Regions from separate parts of the Mus musculus genome. Here region 2 is linked to region 1. The links are chromatin contacts, called in public Hi-C maps. All regions are on one chromosome and are shown on one strand. The core of a region is the stretch at or near the end of the contact, and the rest is flanking DNA. Distances in the headings are between cores, read along the strand shown.

Region 1 (4,644 bases), core at 771-3,270:
TTGCCATTGCTCATATTAAACAAACAGGATGTCTGGGCTGTGCCCATAATAGCTCTCAGAATGACAAGACAAACAAATTATACAGGCGCCCATGCTTTCAGAACAGAAGCTTGTAGAGTAGAGTTCTAAATCACACGTAGATACAAGAATAAAAAAGGAAAAAAAAAAGGGAAGAAATAGGTCATACTTGGTGATGTGCTGGTCAGAAGGTTTTTTTCTTTTTATGTTAAATCTCTGTGTGTGTGTGAGAGAGAGAGAGAGAGAGAGGAAGAGAGAGAGAGAGAGAGAGAGAGACAGAGATTCCTAATATAACAAAGAAGAGATGTGAATATGAATAGCATCAAAAACCCTCTCCAAATGGAGGACTCAGATCAGAACCTTTGGAAGGATATGGCTCAACACCCTCTGCCGAGATAGTTGGCAAACAGAGTTAGATACACGGTAACAATAGCATCCAAAGACTGGAGCCCTGAGGAGGACCCACAGCATTGTAGGATTCCCTCAGTCAGCTCAGCTCAGGGACTGACTCCAGTGTTCCTTTAGGAATTCCATGTACTTCTAGGACATGTGATGGTTGGGCATGCTTATATACTGTTGGGGTGGATGGCTCTAAGTGACTCTCCTTGCTGAGTCATCTCAAACTTGCTGGGCTGGGCTTGTTGAGTTTGTGATGTAATTAAAGTGCCCTTAGGAAAGTTTAGAGCAGGCCCCACCCTCTCCCTCCTTTGCTCTGGGTCTAAGTGACATGGAACAGGGCTCCACACTGGATGTGATTAATAGGAAATAGTCCTGAGTAGTTTTTTATTTTTAGTAGTTTTTTTGTTTATTTTAGCTCAAAGAAGAGGAACTTGGCCACTTTTGTAGGTTTGACAGGGGAAAGGCAACTTCCCAAGGTTTCTATCTATATGAAAGAGAATGTTGGAACAGAACTAAGGGGAAGCCACAAATCATACCCTCTACCTCGTCTTCTAGGTATGGGGAAAAGTCTTAGCTACTTCTGCCTTTGGAATGGCCCTACAGATACCGGAGTATAAAAAAAGTTCTAGTAATTCAGGCCTGAATTTTGAGGGCATGGTTGCCTGCACCTATAATCCCCATATTCTAGAGATAGAAACAAAGAAGGCCACAAGTTCTAGACCAGCCTAGGCTACATAGCAAAATTCTGTCACAAAGCAAAACACAAACCTTGAACTTCCTAAGTCTTTGCATTAATCAAATATTTTCACATCAGTAACTTGGCTTTTCTTGTTGTTGGTTTGATTTGGTTTGGTTTTAAATTGGGTTTCACTACCTGGCTGGCCTTGAACTCAAAGAGATCTATCTGCCTTGGCCTCTGAGTGCTGGGATTACAGGCTTGCACAGTCATGCTCAGCCATACACATCACACACAACACACACACACACACACACATCATCATCACCATCACCATCACCATCATCATCATCTTATTCATATCAGATAAGTCAAGATTATTCTCTGTATATGTGCTGGTGTTTCAGAAACTCAAATTTATTATAATATGCATATGATGTTCATTGTACAAATAGTTTTCATTGTTCCTCACTAGTGTAGATAGGAACTCTTCACGAGAAATGAAGCCACCCACTAAGTCTCCACAAAAATACACTCCACCCTACTCCAAAATGTAGAGAAGATTAATGGTCCAGAGAAAGCAGACACTCACACCTTTCCGTGACTTTTCTGAAAGAGGAAGTGGGCTGAAGAGCAGCAGAAAGGGGAAGCTAGTGCCTTCCCTTTCATTTTCTCTGAAGCTATGATACAGTGTCTTAAACCCCAACCCTGCCCATAGAATACACACTTAAGGACATCAAAGGCCAGAATTATAGTAAAGGATTTTCTAAATGTTTTAAGAGACCGTATTCAGCACTTGGAATGCACAGATGTATGTGCTAGGTGATAGAGAACGAGGTATCTTAGTTAAGGTTTCTACTGCTACAATGAAACACTATCACTCAAAGACATGGGGAGGAAAAGGTGCATTTGGCGTACACTTCCATATTACTGTTCATTATTGAAGGAAGTTAGGACAGGCTCAAACAGGGCAGGATCCTGATGCAGAGGCCATGGAGGGAGCTGCTTACTGGCTTGCTCTTCATGGTTTGCTCAGCCTGCTTTCTTATAGAACCCAAGACCACCAGTCCAGGGATGGCAGCACCCACAATAGGCTGGGCCCTTTTCCATTGATCACTAATTGAGAAAATGCCTTATGGCTGGATGTCATGGAGGCATTTTCTCCACTGAGGCTCCCTCTCACTGATGACTCCAGGTTGACACACAAAAGCAGCCAGAGCATTGGATTTCTTCAGGTTAGTTTCCTTTGTCTGAGAGTTTAAAGATATTCCTATTTTAACCCATTCACCAACAAATAAACAACAAACAAACAAAGAAAATAAAAAAAACCCTCTTGGGATTTAAAACATGTCTCACAGAAAAATTATTCATAACATGCTATCAAGTATATCGTATAAATCCTACTGTCTACTTTGACAGTTATCACAAAGCTGATAAGCATGTGTGTGTGTGTGTGTGTGTGTGTGTGTGACTTTAAGCAGCCTAGATGGCAGTTTAATTGTATTGCTCTCTCTCTCTCCCTCTCTCTCTCCTTCCCCCCTTCCATCTCTCTTCTCCCCCCATGCTGTCATTGACCTGTCTCTCAGACTGTTGCCCCTCTGTGTATCTCTGTGTCCATGGATGTCATTGCATACCCTTGTACTTTCCCCTCTCTACACCATCCCTCTGTCACCCCTCCCTAGTTACTCTGTCCTCTATATCAAGAACGATCTCGGTTTGTGAAATATTCCTCTCCCTTGGACTCCTTTCATGTCCACTTTTCCTACATTTTGTGCCAAAATATCTCATTACAAGTGTTTGAATATTTGCTTTAAAAGTCATTTGCTGGTGGCTCATTGTGTGCATGCAGAAGTGAAAACCTGGAGTGGGTCCAAGTGGCTTTCAGTGGGAGATTAGCTAAATAAATTATGTTGGCTTTATGAAATGGAATACCTTAATACAACCATGCAACACACATCTGCTTCTTGTCATGAAGACTATTTGTGGCACTTTTTTTTTTTTTACTTTTAAAAAGTAGATTACAGGAGGCTGGAGAGATGGTTCAGCAGTTGAGAGCACTGGCTGCTCTTCCAGAGGACCCAGAGGACATAGGTTCAATTCCCAGCACCACCATAACAGTTCATAGCTGTCTGTAACTCCCAGTTCAGGCAATCTGACACCATCACATAGACGTGTCATACAGTCAAAACAACGATGTACATAAAATCAAAATAAATATTTTTTTAAAAATGTGTTATATACAGTATGTCTAATACAAATGCCCTTTTAAGTATATATTTTTTTACAGAAATTAAGAAGGATTTGTTCCAACTCACCAGGAAGGATAGCCTCCACAGAGTGAAGCTAGCAATTCCTTAATTTAATTCCTCTTTCCTTTCATGTCTGTTTTTAGTTTGTTGACAGATCATGTAGGCTCACATTGTAAGAAGAGCATTTCTAAAATATAGCAATATGTGTCCCTGATACTCAAAGTAGGGTCTCGGGGACATACTTTTCTCTACTCTCTCATGACTGCCCCCACTTTCTGAAGTAGGAAACAGAAGAAAATCTCAGTCATGAGAGGACAGGAGATACACAGCAGCTTCGTTGGCTTCTTTTAGTCCCTCTCCACCACAGAGTCTGTGCCTAACACATATGCAGCCCTTGGAGACCACTGTGACTCCTTCCCTGGTGACAAATCGAAACACATCATCTATTATCTCCCGGGGTCACACACCTGACTCTGCTCTGGGCCACGGCCAGCATCTACACTTCACTGTGCCCTGTCCCCACTGCCTGATTTATTCAACCACAGCCCAGATGGCAATATAGGTCCCAGTTTAGGCTATCACAGAAGATCATGGCCAGGGCAATTCATTGTATACCCAGGACAAGGGTATTCAGGGTGATGGTTAACCCGTTTAAACAAACATACCAGCTACAGTTCACTTCGTAAGGTCCTCCACGTGTGAAGTTGTATAAACAAGTGTGGTAACTTCTCATTATTCTTATCTGCTCAGTAAATGACTTAACAACCAAGGAGACTTATTGCTGTTCATTTGTTTTTACTTATAACAACCTCGGAGGTAATAAAACTGCACATGTTAATGAGTATTCAATGATTCAGACCAGGCACTCCTAACATTGATTAAGCTCAGTTTTACAACTAAAAATGTATCCACCAATCAATGACGCCTAAAAACAGTGCACGGGGTTTATACATTGACTTCTGGATAAACAGTATTGATCACCTACCATGTGCCAAGTGCTAAGTGAACTCTGATGAAATGGGTAGGGAAGACTGTTTACATACTCCAAGGCCTCTCCAGCTGTTGGAGGCTACAGACAATAGAAGACATTGTCCTGGGAAGAAGTAAGCATTGTGACCGTAGCAACTCCTGCTCTCTGCGGATTGATAACTCTCAGCTCCTAACTTTCTTCCCATTCTCAGCTAATTTCAGAATAATTCCACTTTCCATGTTCCTCAGTAAAACAGGAGAAACTCCGAGTATTTAAAACAGCGTTTATAGCCTGGAGAGATACCTTACCTGGTAAAGAGCCCGTTGTGAAAA
Region 2 (4,818 bases), core at 2,206-4,705, 300 kb before region 1:
GTCTTAGCGTGCTGGAGCTTCTGTATTCCCATGCCGTGTCGTCCTTGAGCTTGCTGCGTCCCTTTCTGGTGATAGTTGCCAGAGTCCTTTTCCCTTTGTGTCCCGGTACTGTACTGTGTGCTGTTTCTGGAATTTGCCCTTGACTCACAGTTGGTGTGTTTGGACTAAGAGAGTAGGAGATTTCAGAGCCTCCCTCTGCCGTGGTGATGGGTCTCTTACCGGCTTTTGGACTATGGCTTGGTCTTTCTCACCCAAGGGCACGTGGTGTGGAGCGTGCAATGGCAAGGATGAGGTGGGCTGAAGGAAAGAGTGCTCTGACGGGGCACCTCCACAGGCTGCCTCCTTTAAATTAACTCCAGTTCCTCACATACGTAAAGGTATGATTTGTTCAATGGCCAACAACTTTGTAGGATGTGAACCCACGTGCTCGACCACTATTGCCTTCCGAAGGACCATGTTGGCTTCTTAAACACTGTCTGAGACTCCAGTTACTGGGTCATCTAACTCCCCCCCCCCCCCAACTCTGAAAGTGTTGTCAGAAATGCCCTCGGAGCACTCTTTAAGACAGCTTCCCATGTTGTAGTGAACCCAATTATAAAATTATGTCATTTATAATTCGTAACTATAATTTTGCTGCTGTTATAAATTGTAATGTAAATATCTGATATGCAGAGTGTCTGATATGTGACCCCTAAGGGAGTCACTACCCACAAAACCCTAAAGGACAAAGGCCTCTATTCTGAATTTTATCTATTTATTTATGTTTGTTCAGGGTTCTTTGGTTGGTTTTTGTTTGCTTATTTTGTTTTTGTTTTTTTTTTTTTTTTTTTAGACAACATTTCACTACTTAGACCAGGCTAGTCAGGAACTCCTAGAGATCCAACTGCCTCTGCTTCCTGAGTGCTGGGATTAAAAGCCTGTGTCACTATGGCCGGCTTTGATTATTTTAGTGTGTGTGTGTGTGTGTGTGATTCTCTGGAGGTGAAGCCATTCAGTGTGGTACTGGAAGCATGTGGTCCTCTGGAAGTAGGTACACTTCTCTCTGGCAGGTGTTCTTAACTACTGAGCCATCCTTCAGCTACCCAAGAGAGAGTTCTAAGGGAGGAGACTGGAGAAGCAGGGATTTGGAAGATTTCAATGTAGAAGTATGTCTTGGCCACTTATATAGACTGTTGTTGCTGTTGTTGTTGCTGCTGCTGCTGCTGTTGTTCTCCTCCTCCTCCTCTTCCTCTTGTTCTTCTTCCTCCTCTTCCTTCTCCTCCTTCCATGACAAAGATGATTGGGGTCTCAGGCAGGGTTTCAAGGACAGGAGTCCGTTACAAATTCTTACAAACTACAAGCTCTGGGAACAGGGATCAGCTGGGTTTTCAACCACCAAACAAACAAACAAACAAACAGTCCATGTTTCACCAGAGAGAACACAGGAAATGATTAACATTTAAAATGATCAAAGCTGGTTTGTGTGATTTTTTTTGTTTTGTTTTGTTTTGTTTTGTTTTTTTTTTTTTTGTTTTTCAAGACAGGGTTTCTCTGTATAGCCCTGGCTGTCCTGGAACTCATTTTGTAGACCAGGCTGACCTCGAACTCAGAAATCCTCCTGCCTCGAACTCAGAAATCCTCCTGCCTCTGCCTCCTGAGTGCTGGGATTAAAGGCGTGCGCCACCATGTCCAGCCAATTTTAGAAATTTTTATATGACCTCAAACCCTTTATTATACTGGTAAAGTTTTCACTATGGAAAAAAATACAAAATAGAGATAAGAAGAGCCCACAGCAACAGCAACACTTTATAAGTTGCTTTCTGCGTATCAGGCACTACTCCGAGTGGGCTTCATAACCTCTAGAGTGGAGAAGGAGCATGCAGGGCAGTGAGGGTTGGTAGGGCATCAACTCCTGCCGCTAGGATGGGCTGCCTTCTGAATCCACTCATGACCTGTGACAACCGCTGTTCACATTCAGGGATACACCCTTCCAAATTTACAGCAATCCAGCACTTATACAAGTCTTCTGCCAACCAGGATTCTGGTCAACTGAACCATTTGTTCTGCTGTTTTGTTCACTCTGTATCACCAAAGAAGTAAGATGTTCAGTATCGTAAGCAAACAGGTGCGGCTTTATCCAAGAGATGCTCTCCCCATTCACACTCAGGTGACTTTGATGGCGCAATCATCTGAATTGATGAAAAGCATTTTGTGTATTAAATTTTACCACTATAAATGGTTTAATCAAAGGCGCTCTCTCTCTCTCTCTCTCTCTCTCTCTCTCTCTCTCTCTCTCTGTGTTGTATCTCTGTGTGAAGTTTCTTTTAAATGACCTAAAGGTAATTGTGGAAGACCTTAATAATCCAAGTATGATAGCATTATCCAGAATGGAATGAGTGAATATATGGACAGTTACTTAATGGACCAGAGAAAAACCCCTGAAGGGTGAGGGTCCCAGGCTGGCATTTTCCTTTCCCAAGTTTCTCACATAAGTGACACCAGCTAATAACTTGGTTGATACTTGTAGTTAATAACCACTTGACTTGCTAATGGATCAGAACCAAACCAGACAAATGAATGGGAGAAGCTGACCATGGGCAGTATTAATAATAGGTTTAGAGAAAAATGATTACTCTTCTAAGCTGTGCTCCCTTGCTTCTTCCTTGAATGCCTTTTTTATGTGCCAAGAAAAAAGTGCTAAAAGTGAAGTCGTAGAGTAAGTTTTAAATTTTAATCCGAAATAAGGTTCTTGCCTCACGTGACCTGGTTTAATTTCCAGTTGTTATTATTACACGTGAAGGCAAGAAGTTTGGGGTGACTCCATGCAATTAGTTTCGACTCCCATAAACAGTTTATCTTTTTATTGTATATGAAATGTGTTTTCTTAATTGACGAAGCTATAATCAGGCCTTTACGAGTCTGTTTGTTAACAGACTGTGGTGGTTTGCTAGGAGTGACACCCAACCTCGGAGGCAGGCGATCCTGACTGTGACACTCTGATCCGGGCAGATTCAGCTGGGTGAGTTATGTAGAGAAGTAAATTAATCGTGTGAGAGATTTGCATTTGTTTTCTTAGGCACATCGAATATTTAGTCTCTCTTGATTTTCCTGTTAGGAAGCAGTGGCAGAAGTATTTTACGGGGTTGTTGCTCCTAATCACTGGGCTGGAGACAGTACATAGAGTCACTAACTTGCCTGTACTTTAAGGACATTGCTTTCAGGATCTGTTCTGTCCTCCGTCTGGGGAACCTGTCTTACTTGGGTTTTAAGGCTCCTCTTCCTGTGTCTTCAGAGGACACATGGCCAGTCGGGCTTTTCCTTTATACACCCTTTCCTTCTTTCCTCTTTCCTCAGGGGCTGTTTGTCCTAACAGATACCCTAGCTGGTTGTTGTGTCGGGATCCTGAGCTGACAAACCTCTCTGATCTTATTGTTCTCCCCAGTCTCTGTTTTGCCTCAGTTCTTCCTCTGAAGAGGTTGAAGCACTTCCTGTATTCTCTGTTCCCTTCAGAGGCTTTACAGTGACACTGTGGGTCTTTCTACTCAGTCCCTGTAATATGTGTATCACTTTTCCATATGAGACGGGTGTCATTCTTCTATTCTGAGAAATCTTAGTTTCTGTGAAGTATCGAGCATTCTCTGTTCTTTTCGGAACACTCGGAAGTAGGACATGGCGGCCCCTCCTATTTAGATGTTCCTCTGCATGCTTAGAGATGGAGACGGAACAGAACCGCGTTGACCCCTCCCTGCACGCCACTGTGTCCTCCTTTGCCTTCTACTCAGAACCAGCAGTACTTTCCTAACATACTAAGGACTGGAATCCCTCCAGCATGGGCTTAGGTATGCGTGCTTTAAAAAAAGAAATGAGCCAAACCCAGCTTAACTGTGTATTAACTATGATCAAATTCGTACAAATCTTTTGACCCTGGATTCCCTTATTTGTAAAGCACTGAGTCTAATAAAACTTGTACTGTTGTCATGGGGATCAAACAAACAAAGTTTATCAAGCGTCTCGTTACAATGGTGGATGCTCAATATATTATAATATGGCAGTCAATATCATGGCCAAAGTGCACCCTCCATCCAGCAATGGATCACGTGGTTTTTGTGACTTGTCTATCTCCACAACCTTTTGAGATAAGTAAGTCTATTATTTATTTCTAAGCACAGCAATCTAACACCCGTTTTTATTTATTTTGCAATATAACATTTTATTATATGAATCTTGTGTACTTTATAACATATTTAAATTTAATAGTCTAGTTTTAAATGTTATTTACTCTGTTTTTTTTGTTGTTAATGATATGTACTTTTAATAACTGCATAGTAGTCCCTTGAGATGTTACTCTAGGATTTACTTACACATCCACGTGTTACTAGATGTTTCCAGTGTAAGGACCAGCTCTGAGTCCTTTGATGTTCACTGTCAGATTGCTCCCCAAAGGCTGTGTGAGACATAGTAACAAGAAGTAAGTTTTGACCTGGCTGGGACATTTGCTACATCCTCCAATTCTATTTTAAAAGTGGAATGAACATTGCATGACATGGTCCTTAAGAAATCAGAAAATTGGCAGTGATTCAGTCAACCCAGTGCGCTGATGATGATGGTGATGATGATGATGGTGATGATGGTGATGATGGAGATAATGATGTCCCAAAAAATGTGCTAGGAATCACATACAGAGAAGCTCAGTTAGTGTGTGGCTAAGAGGCACTAGGAAAAGGTACTTGTTTACAAAGTATCAGTAGCACAGATTTCAAAGTGATGGCACAGATCTGCCCCTATCATTGGTTGCTTTATTGCATAACATACGTGTAGTGAGCTGGGAAGGATGCAGAG

Evidence for each region. Hi-C and Micro-C count contacts between places; a contact is called where the count stands out from the background.
Region 2: a Hi-C map of Th1 cells shows a contact between it and region 1, with 1.9 times the contacts expected there. The contact joins two enhancer-like sites. A contact is called at or near these places in 2 of 39 promoter capture datasets (the C10 cell line and stem cell-derived epiblast-like cells), 3 of 484 Hi-C or Micro-C datasets (Th1 cells, bone marrow-derived macrophages and uterus) and 1 of 9 other capture datasets (adipose tissue).

Annotation. Positions count from the first base shown.
Region 1 is chr12:73,879,916-73,884,559 of GRCm38.p6, forward strand. No RefSeq gene overlaps it. Among named protein-coding and RNA genes, the nearest start is that of Hif1a, 26 kb to the right of the region's middle. Within about 2 kb of position 2,021, at least 136 of the 459 cell types and tissues checked have an H3K27ac peak or open chromatin away from gene starts, as enhancers often do. A contact at or near this core is called in Th1 cells, where this site is marked.
Region 2 is chr12:73,574,901-73,579,718 of GRCm38.p6, forward strand. No RefSeq gene overlaps it. Among named protein-coding and RNA genes, the nearest start is that of Prkch, 7.5 kb to the right of the region's middle. Within about 2 kb of position 3,456, at least 21 of the 459 cell types and tissues checked have an H3K27ac peak or open chromatin away from gene starts, as enhancers often do. A contact at or near this core is called in Th1 cells, where this site is marked.